Regions from separate parts of the Sus scrofa genome. Here regions 1 and 2 are each linked to region 3. A link is a contact called in public Hi-C and HiChIP or PLAC-seq data. All regions are on one chromosome and are shown on one strand. Each heading gives the region's core, a stretch centred on a gene start, on an enhancer-like site or on the middle of the called end of the contact. The rest is flanking DNA. Distances are from core to core; before and after follow the strand shown. Region 1 holds the start of PRKD2 (serine/threonine-protein kinase D2). Region 2 holds the start of CALM3 (calmodulin 3). Region 3 holds the start of DACT3 (dapper homolog 3).

Region 1 (5,140 bases), core at 194-2,693, 45 kb before region 3:
GTGGTAGCAACCCGCCTGGTAATCCTGGACATGTCACTTTGCCTCTCAGAGGGTTCAGCTTCCTGTATGTAAACGAAATGGTAGCAACTTTTTTTTTTTTTTTTTTTTTTTTTTTTGCTTTTTAGGGCCGCACCCTCAGCATATGGAAGGTCCCAGTCTAGGAGCTGAACTGGAGCTGCAGCTGCAGGCCTACACCACAGCCACAGCAACTTGGGATCCCAGCTGCATCTGCAACCTATGCCACAGCTCACGGCACCTCTGGATCCTTCACCCACTGAGCGAGGCCGGGGATCAAACTCGCATTCTCATGGATACTAGGCGGGGTTTCCTTCCACTGCGCCACAATGGGAAGGTCCCACCACTCTATTATTAGCTGGGGAGGAGAAATCAAGTCCGAATTGCTCCTAGAGGAGGCATTTTATGACAGCCTGACACAGAGTAGGTAGGGCCTCAATCCATATTTGTGGAATGACTGAATATACCCTTCCATAAACACCCCAGCGCTTCAACGTGCTCACCGGCTTATCTGAGCACTAGAGCCAGAGCCATCATCACTCCACGTCTGCTGTGTTTCGGTCACCCTTCTACTATCTCATTAATCCCCACAAAGACCCTCTGGAGTCAGTCCTAATATTTTCCCATCTGACAGAAAGGCTCAGAGAGCAGAGGCCACCAACCTAAAGTTACACAGGGGAAGACACGTGCACACTTCCCCGTGAGAACAATGGGCTCTCCAGCTACAAAGTGTGGGTGTGATGCTCCCTTGCTGCTATGGCCCTTCCAGCCACCCCCAGGCCTTTCTTTGGCTCTTCACCCTAAGAACTGGGGTGGAGTGGGGAGCTGACAGATGGAAAATATCCCCCTTCTCCACCTGCCCTGTGCCTGACTGCCTGCACAGCCCTGGCTCCTCCTGTTTGCTCCTGGCTCTTTGGCCAAGGTCGCTGGAGAGAGACCAGAGGCAAGAACCTCTGCCCTCAGGAAGCCTCGGTCTTCCCACCTGTGGAATGGACTGGGGCGTGGCGACACTCTGGGAAGAGGGAAGCCCAGCTCGGAGAGCGGGCCGGCTCTGACCCCGTCTCCCACCCTTTCCCCTGCGGTGGGCGCCGGATGCAAGCCCCGCGAGACGGCCCCCTTCCTTAAAGGGCCAGGCGCCTCCTCAGCCCCGGCATCGCGCCCTGTGGTGGTGTGCGGGTGGCTCGCCCCTCCTTCTCTAGGTCAGAGAAAAGCCGACTTTCCCGACCTGAGTGCGTTGGGGGGTAGGAATCAGTGTCGCCTCCGGATCCGCCTCGCCTCCCAGGTCCCCAGACCCGGTCGGGGGCGGGCAGGGGGGGTGCCACCCCCAACTCGGAGGCGCTGAGCCCGCCCTCCTCTTCCGTCCCCGGCCCCTCAGCAGGCTCCGCCCTCTCTGACGTCATCGAACCCAGCGCCGGTTGGCCAACTGCGCCGTCGCTCCGGACACTTCCTCCTGGGCCGCCGCAGCGGAGTTAAACTTTGGAGGGGGAAAAAGAGCCCTGGGCGCCCGGCCACCTTCCTTTGCCCCACCCCCACCCCGCCACCCCACTGCCGCCGGTAACACCCCCTTCTCCGCGGTCCCGACCGAATTTTTCTCCTACTTCCGAAACCCGTGAGATTTTCCCACCTTAGCACCCCGGCCCTCGGAATCCCTTTGCCCATCCCCGGGCCCGCTGTCGGATCCCCGGGATCCACTCGAATCCCGTCTCTGAGGCTCCTGCTCTCCATCCCCAAGGTCTGGTGAATCCCTCGGGCCCCCTTAGATGAGTCCTCTTAGAGCCACTGTGTTGGCTTCCCCTGCTCCCTTTCCAGTTTCTTCTCTCCCCATGGCTCCTTTAGATCCTGAGCTCTTCTGCTCCCCATGACCCCGACCTGCTAGATTTTCTTCTTTGGTTTCTTGGATTCCCCTGGTCGCTGGGTACCCCCAAACCATTAGCTTTCTACTGTCTGATCGTCTGTGATCCCTTGATTCTCGGGCGGGCATCTGATCCACTAGATAGCTTTTCTCTATCTCCCAGGGTCTCACCATCCTCCAGTCCCCTCAACCTGCCAGGTTTCTCTTCTCAGAGCCCCGGGATCCCCGCGGTCTAACCACCAGCTTACAAGATTCCTCGGACCCAGTGACCCGAGCCTCTCTGCCCAGGCTCCTCCAGCCGGATCCCGGGTGGAAGACGGGCGGCTGGTCCCGGGCCTCGCCCTATGGCCGCCGCCCCCTCCCATCCCGCTGGGCTCCCGGGCTCTCCCGGCCCAGGGTCTCCTCTGCCCTCCGGCGGCTTGGAACTGCAGTCGCCGCCACCGCTGCTGCCCCATGTCCCGGCCCCGGGCTCCGGGGTCTCCTTCCACATCCAGATCGGGTTGACCCGCGAGTTCGTGCTGTTGCCCACAGCCTCCGAGTTGGCCCATGTGAAGCAGCTGGCTTGCTCCATCGTGGACCAGAAGGTGAGAGCGTAGTGTTCCCCCCCTCGTCCAGCTCGGGGAGAGGTCTAGAGGAGGGGAGCGCTGGCAGAGGCGACCTGGAGCACAGCGTAGGGGAGGAGGGAGGGGGGGGAGCTAAGCCTTTGGTGAGTGAGGTGTGGGCCTAGGGCTTGGGCCCCCAGGTGTCTCCTCACCTGACTACCCATTTGAGGGAGGCCCCAGGGGTGGGGTGCCCCAGAGGCCTCCCCAAATTGCATGTCCCTGCATGTTGTTGTTTGCAGCAGACAGCAGGGAGGAAGGGATGGGCGGGCCAGGTGTAGAAGCCTAGAGGAAGGGGTGAGGGGGGCGGGGGGGGGGGACACCTCCCTGCCTGGCCAGTCCAGGCCTCCCATTTGGTGGAAAGAGTAGATATTGAAGCCAGGCTGGCCATGGCGATCAGGTGACATGTGTGGGTGTGGGTGCCCGCACTAGCTGCCAGGGCCGAATGAGGTCTCAGAGTCCAGTCTCTGCTCCCGTCCCAGGCCTGAGGTGTGTGCGTGTGTGTGGAGGGGCCTCTTGACAATCCTCAAAGGCTCTGAGGTTTCTGCCCCCTTTCCTGATCAGTGTCCCCACCCCTCCGTTCTGAGATTGGTTTGTTAAAACGGGCCTTCCCCACCACCCACTCTTAGCTTTGGATATCAGGGGTCACCAAGGTGGGAGCCTAGCGGGGCGGGGGGGGGGGTGTCACTGCAAAGGAAAATCCGGTGGGACTCAGTGCTTGAATCCTAGAAAGCTGAAAGTTAGACTGAATAGTGGGCTTCTCTATTGTGGGAATTGTGGACTGTAAAAATGTTAAGATATTAGAGTTCTAAATTGCTGGGATATGCTAGGTAATTGAACTCCTCTGATAGTAAAATGTTCAAACATTAGAACCCGAGGTTGTTGAAATACTAATGCCTTAAAATGTTGGAATATTCTATTTTGTGTTGTTGGAATCCTAGAACATTAAAATGTTAGAATTTTGAAAAAAAAAGTTAGAATTTTGGAATGCTGGGTTGAAACCCTTTAATGCTGAGATATTTTAATATTAGAATCCTAATATCCAAAGGTTCCTAGAACATTAAAATATTAGACTACTGCTAATTTAGGTTGTTAAAATCCTAAAGCATATAATGATAATTTATTGGACTCTAGAATGAGTAATCCTCTACTGTGAGCATATTAGAATCTCCAAATATTCAAATTCTAGAATCTTAGACGCCTCGAAATGAAATCTGGGAGATTCAGAGAAAACCTTAGGCACTAGGCCAAGTCTCCCATTTAACAGACAAGGAAATTGAAGCTCAGAAGAAGACTGCCCAGGCAGTCAAGGCCCAGGGGGTCCTGGCCACCTGCGGCCCCCCTCCCAGCCGCAAGAACAGCGAAATCTTCCTTTGCCATCTGCTTAAACCCCCAAACCATCAGGCCCAGCTCCCACATGCAACTCAGTCTGCTCCTTGGGAAAACAGGCCTGGGGGAGGAGGGCGGGGGATGCAGATTGTCCCCTGGGTGAAATGCTGTGTCCCATGCTCAAATCCTCAGCCTGCCCTCCGGGGCCTCACTCCGGGTTTATTTTCTGCCCTCCCTGTCCAGGTGTCCTAGGGCCCCTTTCCTTCCTTCCCCGGGCTCCACCTGGGCGGTTTCACTTTCTGTTCCACCAGGTTTCATTTCCTGCCCCCCCCCAGCTGGGGGATAGGACACCTGGGTCCTTGGGGCTCTGGGTGGGTGGCACCCTATAGCTCCCTTGAACCCTAGCCTTTCTGCAACCCCCAGCACCCCCAACCTGGAGTCGTAAATCCCCCCCTTTCCAGCTCATCCAGCCCCAGTGCTGGGCCTGGAGCCAGGTAACAGGGACAACAATGGATCCAGGAAGGAAGCTGGGGGGGTAGGGGGAAATAAAGGGCTGCTAATTCAGCCCCCCTCCCCCGCCCCATCTCCAGAAGATTCTCGGTGCCTACCCTCCTTGGAGCCACTGTCCCTCCCACCCCAGTACACTAGCTCGGCCACCAAACTCTGGCTGGCGCTCTCTCCTAGCACACCTGGGGCCCTGGGGCCCTGGCACCCTGCCCGGCTCGAGCTGGGCTTGGGAGGGAACCGGCAGGAAGCGAGGGGCTGCGGGGTCTCTGAGTTTCCGGGGGAAACAGAGGGCCCTGCCCCGGGAGGGTTCTAGACCGCTGCCTGCGGCAGGCAGCTCTGAGCTCTTCCGTCACCGCCCCCCTCTCCCGCCTCCCAGTTCCCCGAGTGTGGCTTCTACGGCCTTTACGACAAGATCCTGCTCTTCAAACATGACCCCACGTCAGCCAACCTCCTGCAGTTGGTGCGCTCGGCCGGAGACATCCAGGAGGGCGACCTGGTGGAGGTGGTGCTGTCGGGTAAGAACCCGCGGCCCGTCGAGGGGCGGAGCTTCGGGTGGGGGCGGGGCAGCAGAGGAGTCGGGCGGCGAGCTGGGCCCAGAAACTTGGTTCTTCACGTTAAGGGCCGGTGGGCCTAAGCCCCAGCCGCAAATTAGAATCACGTGTACAAAGTCCCGGCCCGGAACGGGCAGATGTACTGTGGCGCCGGCATCCGGTGGAATTCGCACAGCCCTGAGCAGAAATGATCCGCCGCAACGCGGATGAATCTCACACTTCGCGCAGAGCGAACCGAGGCTAGACCTCGGACGAACAGTTTCACGTAGGACATTCAAAGACGGATA
Region 2 (4,470 bases), core at 1,802-4,301, 47 kb after region 3:
CAGGCAAAGAGGACTGAGCTGATCCCCTAGGCTCTGACACCCAAGGAAGCTGCTGGGGGAAAGTGCGAAGAGAGGATGGGCTTCTGGTTACCAAGGCCAGGCAATGCCAGGGGAGCAGGGAGAGGCAGAGCAGAGGGGAGAGCAGCAGTCTGGGGAGGAGGGCTGCCGTTCCACCCGCTTCTATCCTCTCCCCTGGCCTAGATGGCAAAAGCCAGTCTACTCAGGGACCTTCGCACCCCACCACACCATGCTCTCTGCAAGAAGCTCACTTCTCCCCACCTTCAGGCAGCACCATCAGGGGTAGGGGCTGGGTGTAAGGAGGTTGGGACAGGTTGCAGAACGCCCCAGAGCGGCTCGGGGCTCTGAAGGCAAAGGCCGGTGTCTGCAGCTCCCTCCCCACCGACAAGCTGGAAGGCGCAGAGGCGGCACTGCCACGTTCCACTCCTTTACAAGGTTGCTGCAAATAGGCGTGGCTCTGCCTGTGGGGCCTGTCACACGCACACTCTCTCTCTCCCTGCTAGGAGACCCTCTCCCCTGCTTGGGGAAGGAGGTCTGAGCTCTGAGCCTGAGATGGCAAAGCACAGCTACTGCCCAGAACATTGACTATCTGAGAAGTGATCCCTGCTGGGGACCACTTCTCAGGGCTTCTTCCCTTTCCAGATCTGAACATTTTCAGCTTTCATCAAAAACTGTCTCGAAAATAACCCAGCTGGTGTCCTGCTTCCTTATCCCACATTTTAGGCTCCAGCAAGGGGCTGGACATGAAAAAAAAAAAAAAATAATAATAACCTTGAGGTGGGGGAGGGAAGAGAGTATTATTTCTCTGCCTTGCCCCAGCCCCCAACCAATGCCAGAGAGCAGTGTTAGATGAGATCAGAAACCAAGGCCAGGGCCTCTCACCCGGGCCAAGGAGGAGCCACAGCGCTCAGGCCAAAGTCCAAGGCCAGTTAACAGCGACTCGTCCCACCCATACCTTGCTGATTACATACGGAAAGAGAAACTAGTCAGGGCCAAAGCTCGGGTCCTATTTGGGAGGTGGGGGACCTCTTGGCACCTGCCAGTGATTCAGGCACCTTTAGCAAGTTTCTGCTCGGGGAAAATGGGGTAGCGGTGAGAGGAGCCATCAGGTCTGTGTCAGCAAGTATGAGATCTGATACACAGCAGCGGCTGCCTGTTCTCCCTGGCCTTGCCAGGGAGGATGGCTGCACCTGGTTCTGAGGCCAGGCCTGGGGGGCTGTGGGTGTTGTGGGTGGCAGAGACTAGAAAAGAACTCGTTCGCTGGTTTTCTCTCAAAGCCCTAGCTGTGTGAATTCACAGAAGCACTCAGTGAGGGCCCTGAACGGAACAAGTGGACCTCAGGCCGATGAAGGGGTCCCTTTGGAGGTTCTCTCTGGTCAAGCTCTGCAGCCCCCACCCCGAGGCCACAGGAACAGGCGTCTGATTGTCACTGACGCCACACTGTACTGCACTGTCATTTGGCACAAGCGAGGAGATGCAGAGCAGTGCGTGGAGCTGGAGACCACGAGAAAACCAACACTCCTGTTTGGAGAAACCAGCTCTCTTGGTCTGAAAGGGCCATCAAGGGGGTGAGGTTCAAGGCTTAAAAAGCTGGCTCATTTGATGCATCCCAAACTTTGATTTCCCCACCCCCATTTCATGCAGCTTCAGTGCGCAATAGAGGCCGGAACAACTCCGCCCACTGGCTCCCACTGCCTGGTGCCCTCTGCCCAGCCCCATCTTATGAGAAGGGGACCCTAGACCCACTCTCTCTGGCCTCTGCAGCCAGCCGCCCCCCATCCAGAATGAGCAGTCTTTGTCCCGGCTTTGCCCTGGAAACTTCCAGGAAGCTACCCACATCCACCTTCAAACCTAGGCCAACCTCAGCTGCCATTCATTTGCTCCAACATGTCTGCGGATCTCCTTCCACCACCCAAATCAAAGTGCTCGCCCACCCCTCACCTTGGAAACCCACCCCCTCGTGAACCCAAACACAACACTCCTCCCCACTCCTCTCCCCCCAAAACCAACCTCCTGTCCTAGTTTACCAGCCTTAACCCACTGGTAACCTCAGAATCTTCCCTGGCTGCCCCCCAACATCAACCACAGGGCCCCCGGACCCCGCACCACTGGCAAGCACGCTATCCCCTTTTAACCACTTCCCGACCCCAATCCTTTCCAGTCCCCATAGACTTCAGAGCATCTTCTAACCTCTGTCGCCACCCACCCTAGGCTCTTCCTCCCCAAGCTTGCACCTCACCCTCCTCCTTCTTCCTCTGCAATGTCTCTGGAGAACCTCCTTCTCTCCCCTCGAGGGTCTGGTCTGCAGGAGTGACCCCCACCTCCCTGGTCCCAGGAGCACCCCTCCCCACCCAGGCCCAGTTATCCACGGCCCCCTTTTGGGGAGCTCCCTAGCAGCCTGGCTTCCTTCCGATCCCCCTTCCCTGCATCCTCTCAGGACCCAAAGCCTTTATCAGGGCACAGATCACCCCCTTCTCTAGCCAACGTTTCTTCCCTCGCTCCCCTGGAATTCAAACACCCCACTTCGGGGACCAAACGCCTCATTCTGGGTCCAGGAGCCCTTCCCATTTGAGGGTCCAGATGCTCCATCCCGGGTTCCAGTGCCCCCCTTGGAGGACTCAGGTGCCCATTCTGGGGTCTAACTACCCCATGCTATACTTCTGGAAGACCCCCAAAGCCCTTGTGGGATCCAAATGTCCCGCTCTGGGTTCCAATGCCCCCGACTGAGGAGCAGAGAGGGGTCCAGAGGCGCTCGCTGGGGCCGAAACGCTCCCCCATTCTGGGTCCGCTCGCGCTCTCAGGGGTCCTGCCCCTCCGTGCCCGCCTCAGAGCCCCCGGCCTCGGCGGCCTCTCAGCCTCACTCACCATGGCGAGGCCCGGGGTGTCCGGAGCGCGGGGGTCAAGGTTCCTCCGGCGGCGGCAGCAGCTGCAGCAGCTCGAGCTCCGCCGCGCGTCCGCGCCTCCACACTCACTGCCCGCAGCGCGCGCCGCCGCCGCCGCCGCCCGCCCCAACGGTCCCTCAACGGCCGCCGCGCGCGCCCCGCCCCGCCCCGCCCGGCCCCGCCCCGCACGCGCGTCGCCGCACTGCGGCTCCCACGGATCCCTCCGCGCCTCCCTCCGCACCACCGGGCCCGCGGATCTCTCGCTCTCGGTTCGCGCAGACCTGTGTTTACGGCCGGCCGCGCGGGCACCCGCGCGGGACTACTTTCCGTCGCCGCGCGCCCCGCCCCCGTGCGGCTTTACTTTTCCCCTCGGCGGAGGGGCACCTTACGGCGGCGCGTGACGCGTCCCTGTGTGAGACGCGCCACTATTGGGCCCGGGTTATGGCGGAAATGAAAGCGCGGTGCCGATTGGTCCGGCCTTCCCTGCAATGCGTCAAATTGGGGCGAGCCACTGTGTGGTGGTGGTGGGGATTCTGAAATGTGTGGCTGCGTGGAGCCGTGAGGTGTAACGAGGCGAAGGGGAAAACTCTGTGACTGTTAGAGAAGCAACTACATAGTCTTTGCAGTCAGAGAGTAGTAAGAGGGCTGGTGGAAGATGCAGAAGCTCTTTCTCGGCTCTCCCCTCTAACAGATGGAAGATGGTGCAATCCAAAATGCTGGCCTGGAAGCTCCGCCCCTAACTGGACCCTCCGAGTTGGCGGGGTCTACAAGGTTCAGCTGGTTACTTAGAACTTCCACCTGTTGGGGCCAGGTGTCTCCACCCTGAGACACACTCTACAGGTGTGCAGAACGCCTGTCCCCCTGATTGGCCCAAGGTCTGTGAAGCTGGGGCCACCCCGGGACGATCTCTGGGAATATGGCATTAATTCAGCCTTCAATTAAGCCTAAATTGAGCGCCTCCTGTAAGGCTGGACCAGTGTACTTGGCTTGGCTGGGGAGCCCAGACTTGCACTGTCTTATTGTGTTGTAGACCACCTGACTCTTGCACTCCTTGTGCCTAGGTTCCAACCATAGGAGGAAAAGAGTGTGAAGGTTAACTGTGACTGTTTCCTGGAGCTCAGAAACAGTTGTGAGCGGTCATTTGATTGAATTGTGGTTAAAAAGGATGTGTGCAGAAGCGATATGTGAAACTTTTGGACATGCCCTTAAGGGGGTGGAGAGCATGCTGTCCTTTCTCTCACCTTGCCTGCTGATGGAACAGCCTGGTAGGCATTAGAGGAGAGACCAATGGGAGCAAACTCACCTAAGATCTGGATGATTTTCTGGAGCAGAGCTCACCTTTTTGTCCCCAGTGCCAAAATTTTATGCAAGAGAGAGAGACTTTTTTTTTTTTTTTTTTCTTTCTAGGGCCACACCTGTGGCATATGGAGGTTCCCAAGCTAGGGGTCAAATTGGAGCTACAGCTGCTGGCCTACATCACAGCCACAGCAATGAGAGATCCCAGCCACATCTGCAACCTACACCACAGCTCAGGGCAATGCCAGATCTTTAACTCACTGAGCAGGGCCAG
Region 3 (4,741 bases), core at 285-2,784:
CATTTTCAAATGGCTGGTGAGCAGAACACTAAATCACCTCAAGATCCAACATTTTTGCCAGCAAATGGCTCGACTGGTTTTATACAAACAGCAGGGATGTAAACCAATCCTGACATCACCCCAGACACTAACTACTAAGAAAATCTTGTTTGAAAGCAAGCTCTCCATATCCCCCTTCATCAATCAGATCATCTCCCCATCGCTGGTGAATTCAGGCAGTTTACGACAGTCTAGGTCTGTCTTAAACAAGAAAGGGATTGAATAGTTTGTCTCTACTAAAATCCAGATTCATTTTTCTCCTTGGGACCAGCTAGATGATTTTTTTATTTATTTATCAGATCCCTCTGTGACTTTATACATGGAAGGCACTGCTCCAAGCACCTGACAGACATCTCAGTCCTCGTAACAACTGTGAGATAGGAAGTATTACATAGCTAAGGAAACTGAGGCACAGAAAGGCTAAGCACGTTTCCCAAGGTCGCACAGCTGGAAAGTGGCAGAGCTGAGGCTCACCCCAGGCAGTTTGGTTCTGGAATCTTTGCTCCCAGAAATTGCCTCTTCAGCTCAGGACCAGGTCATCTGGTGCACGGGGTATCATAAAAGAGGGAGCTTCTTACATGATTTTCTGGGCCTTGGCTGTTAGGGAGTCAAGGTCTATCTGAGAAATGGGCATGAACTTCGGAGCTTGATCCTCAAGGTTGTAGGTACTCGCACTCGGCGTAGTGACACAGGTTGGCCGCCTGAGGGGGCGCTAGCCCCGCTTGCCGAGCCAGGGAAGGGAGGAGGGAACCTTGGTAACGAATGTCAGGCTCAGACTTTTCTGAACCATAGAACGTTGAGAACAGAGCATCTTAGAAGGCTGAGAACAAAGCCTCTTAGAACATAGAACAAAGGCCCCTGGAATCGTAAAATGGTGAGCGCAAAGCCTCACAGCATCTGTGAGACAAAAGATGCTAAGATTCTGTTCGGGTGGAATCATAGAATTACACCCATGGTTTTACACTTCCAGAATTTGGGACATGCTCTCAGAAGTAAGACTGGCTACCAGAGCAAAACGAAAATGCGGGGCCCCTTGTTCAAAAAATGAAAAATCCAAAACTAACAGCAGAATGTTAAACCAAGTTTGGGGCCTTTCTAAGCCGGCCAGTGAAGCTCGCCCCGCTTAGAAGCATTAGTTTATGGGAGGATGTCGGAAGTTGCCCTGGCCCTCTAGTTTTACAGCTGAATGTCTCGGAAGGCTTCCTGGAAGGGGAGGCAAAATCTGGACTCGATTCTTAACCCTTTCCGCCCCCTTGCGCATCTTCAGAAGCAGAAGGTTAGGAAGGGCGGAGGGAGAGGAACTGCTGCCAAAATGTCACGTGCACCCATTCTCTATTTATAGATCACCCCTGCCCCTCTCGCGGGACAGTCCAATGGTAGCCTGAGCTCTCCCGCAAGGGGGCGGAACCAGCTGCGGGGACCCGGGAGATACGGACCAATAACATTGGAACAAGGGCGGACTTGTTTCATTGTGACGTGTGGGGGCGTGGCCAGGGCCCTATGGCAGGCGAGAGGCGGGGCGTGGCGAGGCGAGGTGGCCGGTAAGCCGAGCGAGTAGGCAGCTGCGAGCATACGTTGCGTTGAGGGGCGCGGGTGCACAGCCGAGTATCTTCGTAAAGGGAGGGTACCGGCCAATAGGCGATGGTTGCTCTGTCGCCGGGGGCGTGGCCATGCAGATAAGGCGCGGGTGGGCGGCCCAATGGACGGGCGCCTATGCAGATGAGACGGTGACAGCCGGGCCAGCGGGCGGGCGGGCGGGCTGTTGGGGCGGGGAGGTGGGACCGGGAGAGGGGTGGCCGCGGGGCCCGGCCGGGCTGGGGCGGGGGGCCGCAGCCATGATCCGGGCCTTCTCGTTCCCGGTGAGCCCCGAACGGGGTCGGCTGCGGGGCTGGCTGGAGGGCAGCCTGGCCGGGCTCTGCGAGTTACACTGGCTCCGGGAGAGGCAGGAGTACCGCGTGCAGCAGGCGCTGCGGCTGGCCCAGCCCGGAATGGGGGGCGCCGAGGCCGAGGACGAGGAGGACGCCGACGAGGACGAAGATGCGGCGGCGGCGCGCCGGGCTGCAGCAGCCCTGGAAGAGCAGCTGGTGAGGGGCCGCCTGTCCGTCTGTCCCTCTGCCCTCGTCTGTGTCTGTCTCTCTGTCTCGGTTGGATGCTCAGACACCCGTCCGGGTGGGGGAGGGAAGAGGGGGAAAAGAGAGGGGGGGTGGGGCTGGAGAGTCTGGGCGGCGGGTGGGATCAGGCCTCCCTGCCCCCAGACTGGGGAAGGGGACTGCATCGCCTCCGCCGGACCCTCGTGTGATGCAAAAGCCCATTCCCTACACCCCTTCCCCAAAGCGAATCCATCTGGGCGCCAAGTATGTGTCAAGCCCGGGCTGAGTGTTAGGCAGGCGTTGTCCTCTTGCTGCTTGGAGGATAGGGGGTGATAGTTCTCATTTCAGAAAGCAACAAAACGGAGGCTCAGAGAGGGCCAGCGACTCACCCAAGGTCACACAGCGGGATCCAAGCACGCCCCTCTCCCAGCCTCCATACCAGGGCTCCGTCTTCCTAAGTCCTAGTGTGCTTGGAGATCTCCGGAGGGGGCGGGGTGGGGGGAGGGGATCCTCGGGCCTCCTGAGGAAGGGATTGCTGCTGAGAGGAAGCTCGCAGCCCTTTAGGACCCCATGGTGATCTTGATCCTCTGGTAACACTTTCCTACCTGGTCCCAGTTCTGGTTAACCCAGGAGGTGGCAGATTGAGGCAGCCTGGGGGTCTGACTTCTAGATTCCCTGGGCGCTCTGAGGGTGGAAGATAAGCCAAAGGTCTCCAGAATGACTTAAGGAGCATCGTCGCACCTTTCTCCTTTATGTCATTTCTTAATTCTCCTGACGTCTTCCTGGGTTTCTTGCACTCCCCCCCCGCCCCACAGCCATTTCTCTGTGACTTTCTGTATCTCTTTCTCTGTCTTTTGCCATCCTCTGTCTCTGTCTGCCTGGTCTTCCCTTCTTGCATTTCTGCACCTCACTCTCTTCTCCTGCCCCACAGTCCCTGTCCCTCTCCCACCCCCCACCGCCTGCCAGGCCCCAGACTCTGGCTCCACTTGCGGATCCCATCCCCAAGCCTGTGTGTGGTCAGAGCTTCCCGTTTGGGGAAACCTGAGCCGAGGTAGCAGGGGGGAGGGGGCTCTCCCTGCCGCTGACCCCGACTGCCCCCTCCCCAGATGGGGAATGGGGAGGAAGACTGAAGCCAGACTCTGGGGCCGCAGCGGCGGGGAGAGGGACCCTGCACATTCTTCTCTGGAAACAGAAACAGCTGTGGGAAGCCCCACCCCCCCTCCCAAAGTTAGAGCCGCGTGGTGGGGGCCTTCACCAGCTCTCCCCACCCCCCAGGCTGGCTGGGCTTGGGAAGGCACCTCCCACCCCTCCGAGGAAAAGAAGGCTTGGGGATGGGCCAGCTGTGTCCTGCCTCCCTGCCCCTCAGCCTCTCCCTCTCTCTGCCTCAGTCTCCCCCTCCTCTGCCCCTCTGTCGTCCTCCCAGCCTTCAGTTACCCCCCACACACACCCCACGAAGTGGTAGTGGAGAGGCCTTCCCTCGCCCCCAGGCCCCCCACCCCCCAATCTCCAAGCAAAGCTCCGTCCCAGCGTCAGGGAGGAGGCGGTGGCAGGCGACGGGAGGGAGACAGCGCCACTGAGGGAGGAGCAGAGAAGCGCTAAATATAAACTCCTCCGGTGCTGGGGGTTCCTGGGTCCTTCCAAAGAGGGGGCGGGGCCTCCTCTGATCCCTGATCCTCTGTCGAGTGATACTTACCCCTCCTCCTCCTCTCCCCCCCCCACCCTTTGAAGCAAGAAAGACTGAAGCCAGAGTTGATTCGTTTCTAATAGGAATGATGGGGGATGCAGGTAGAGATAGGGGGTGTCTCAGAGAAAAGAGGCAAGAAACCCGAATGGGGGCAGGAGTCCTGTTGTCTCTCACCAAGGAAAATGGGCCCCTTTCAGCAAGAAGGACTTAAGTTAGACTTTCAGAAGGACTTCCTAACAGAGATAAAGGGAATTGGACCCAGACTAAGGACATGTGAGTGGGGAGAGCAAGATCTGGGAAAGTTTGGGCCAAGGGGTCTCCAGGGCGCCGAATCACATTCATGTTAAACTTGCCAGAGCCGGACGGCCTCCGAAGGGCTTCCAAAAAAAAAAGGATGAGGGGCATTGTGGGAAGGCAGGGAGCCAGATCCAGGCCAAGGACCTTCTGGTCTTTTAAAGATACATCCATTCCCTTGCAGCTGGAAGGAATGAGGTCAGACTTACAAATGGGAGGGGGTGTTGACTTGGGGGTGTGGGGGGTCCAGGCACAGGGGAGGAGGAGCCCTCTGCTGTCTATCTTTCTAACTTCTGCTTGTCCTTGCAGTGGAAGAACTGAAATTAGACCTGCAGAACTTATGGGGTGGTGGGGGGATCTTTTTCCTTTATTTCTAATTACACATGTAAAACATGTTTAATACTTTCCTTGATGGAAATTCATAGCTTTCATGTAACAAAAAAAGCCAGCGTTGATTAAGTGCTTAAAAATAACCACTGTTTAAACTCATTTAATCCTCCCAACAACTGCACAGGAGGGGGAGTTGAATGATGCCCATGTTACAGATGAGAAAACTGAGGCCCAGAGAGGTGAAGTAACCTGCTCAAGGTCACACAGCCTGGGAAGTGGCAGAGCTGAATTTGAACCCTGGCAA

The links. Hi-C and Micro-C count contacts between places; a contact is called where the count stands out from the background. HiChIP or PLAC-seq counts read pairs in DNA pulled down with a chosen protein or histone mark.
Region 1: an H3K27ac HiChIP or PLAC-seq map of skeletal muscle shows a contact between it and region 3, with 3 times the contacts expected there. The contact joins the promoter of PRKD2 here to the promoter of DACT3 in region 3. A contact is called at or near these places in 3 of 5 promoter capture datasets (fetal liver, fetal skeletal muscle and liver), 5 of 47 Hi-C or Micro-C datasets (blood, embryonic fibroblasts, heart right ventricle and 2 more) and 1 of 2 datasets of contacts at active chromatin or transcription factors (skeletal muscle).
Region 2: a contact with region 3 is called in a Hi-C map of epiblast stem cells, with 2.2 times the contacts expected there. The contact joins the promoter of CALM3 here to the promoter of DACT3 in region 3. A contact is called at or near these places in 10 of 47 Hi-C or Micro-C datasets (brain, embryonic fibroblasts, epiblast stem cells and 5 more) and 1 of 2 datasets of contacts at active chromatin or transcription factors (alveolar macrophages).

The regions. Positions count from the first base shown.
Region 1 is chr6:52,595,447-52,600,586 of Sscrofa11.1, reverse strand. PRKD2 (serine/threonine-protein kinase D2) reads left to right here and starts at 1,443. Exons shown (of 18, transcript XR_002344708.1): 1 at 1,443-2,451; 2 at 4,679-4,817.
Region 2 is chr6:52,505,560-52,510,029 of Sscrofa11.1, reverse strand. It overlaps CALM3 (calmodulin 3), which reads right to left and starts at 3,051. Exons shown (of 6, transcript NM_001244209.1): 1 at 2,884-3,051. The coding sequence starts at 2,886.
Region 3 is chr6:52,551,051-52,555,791 of Sscrofa11.1, reverse strand. It overlaps DACT3 (dapper homolog 3), which reads left to right and starts at 1,534. Exons shown (of 4, transcript XM_003355955.4): 1 at 1,534-2,123. The coding sequence starts at 1,710.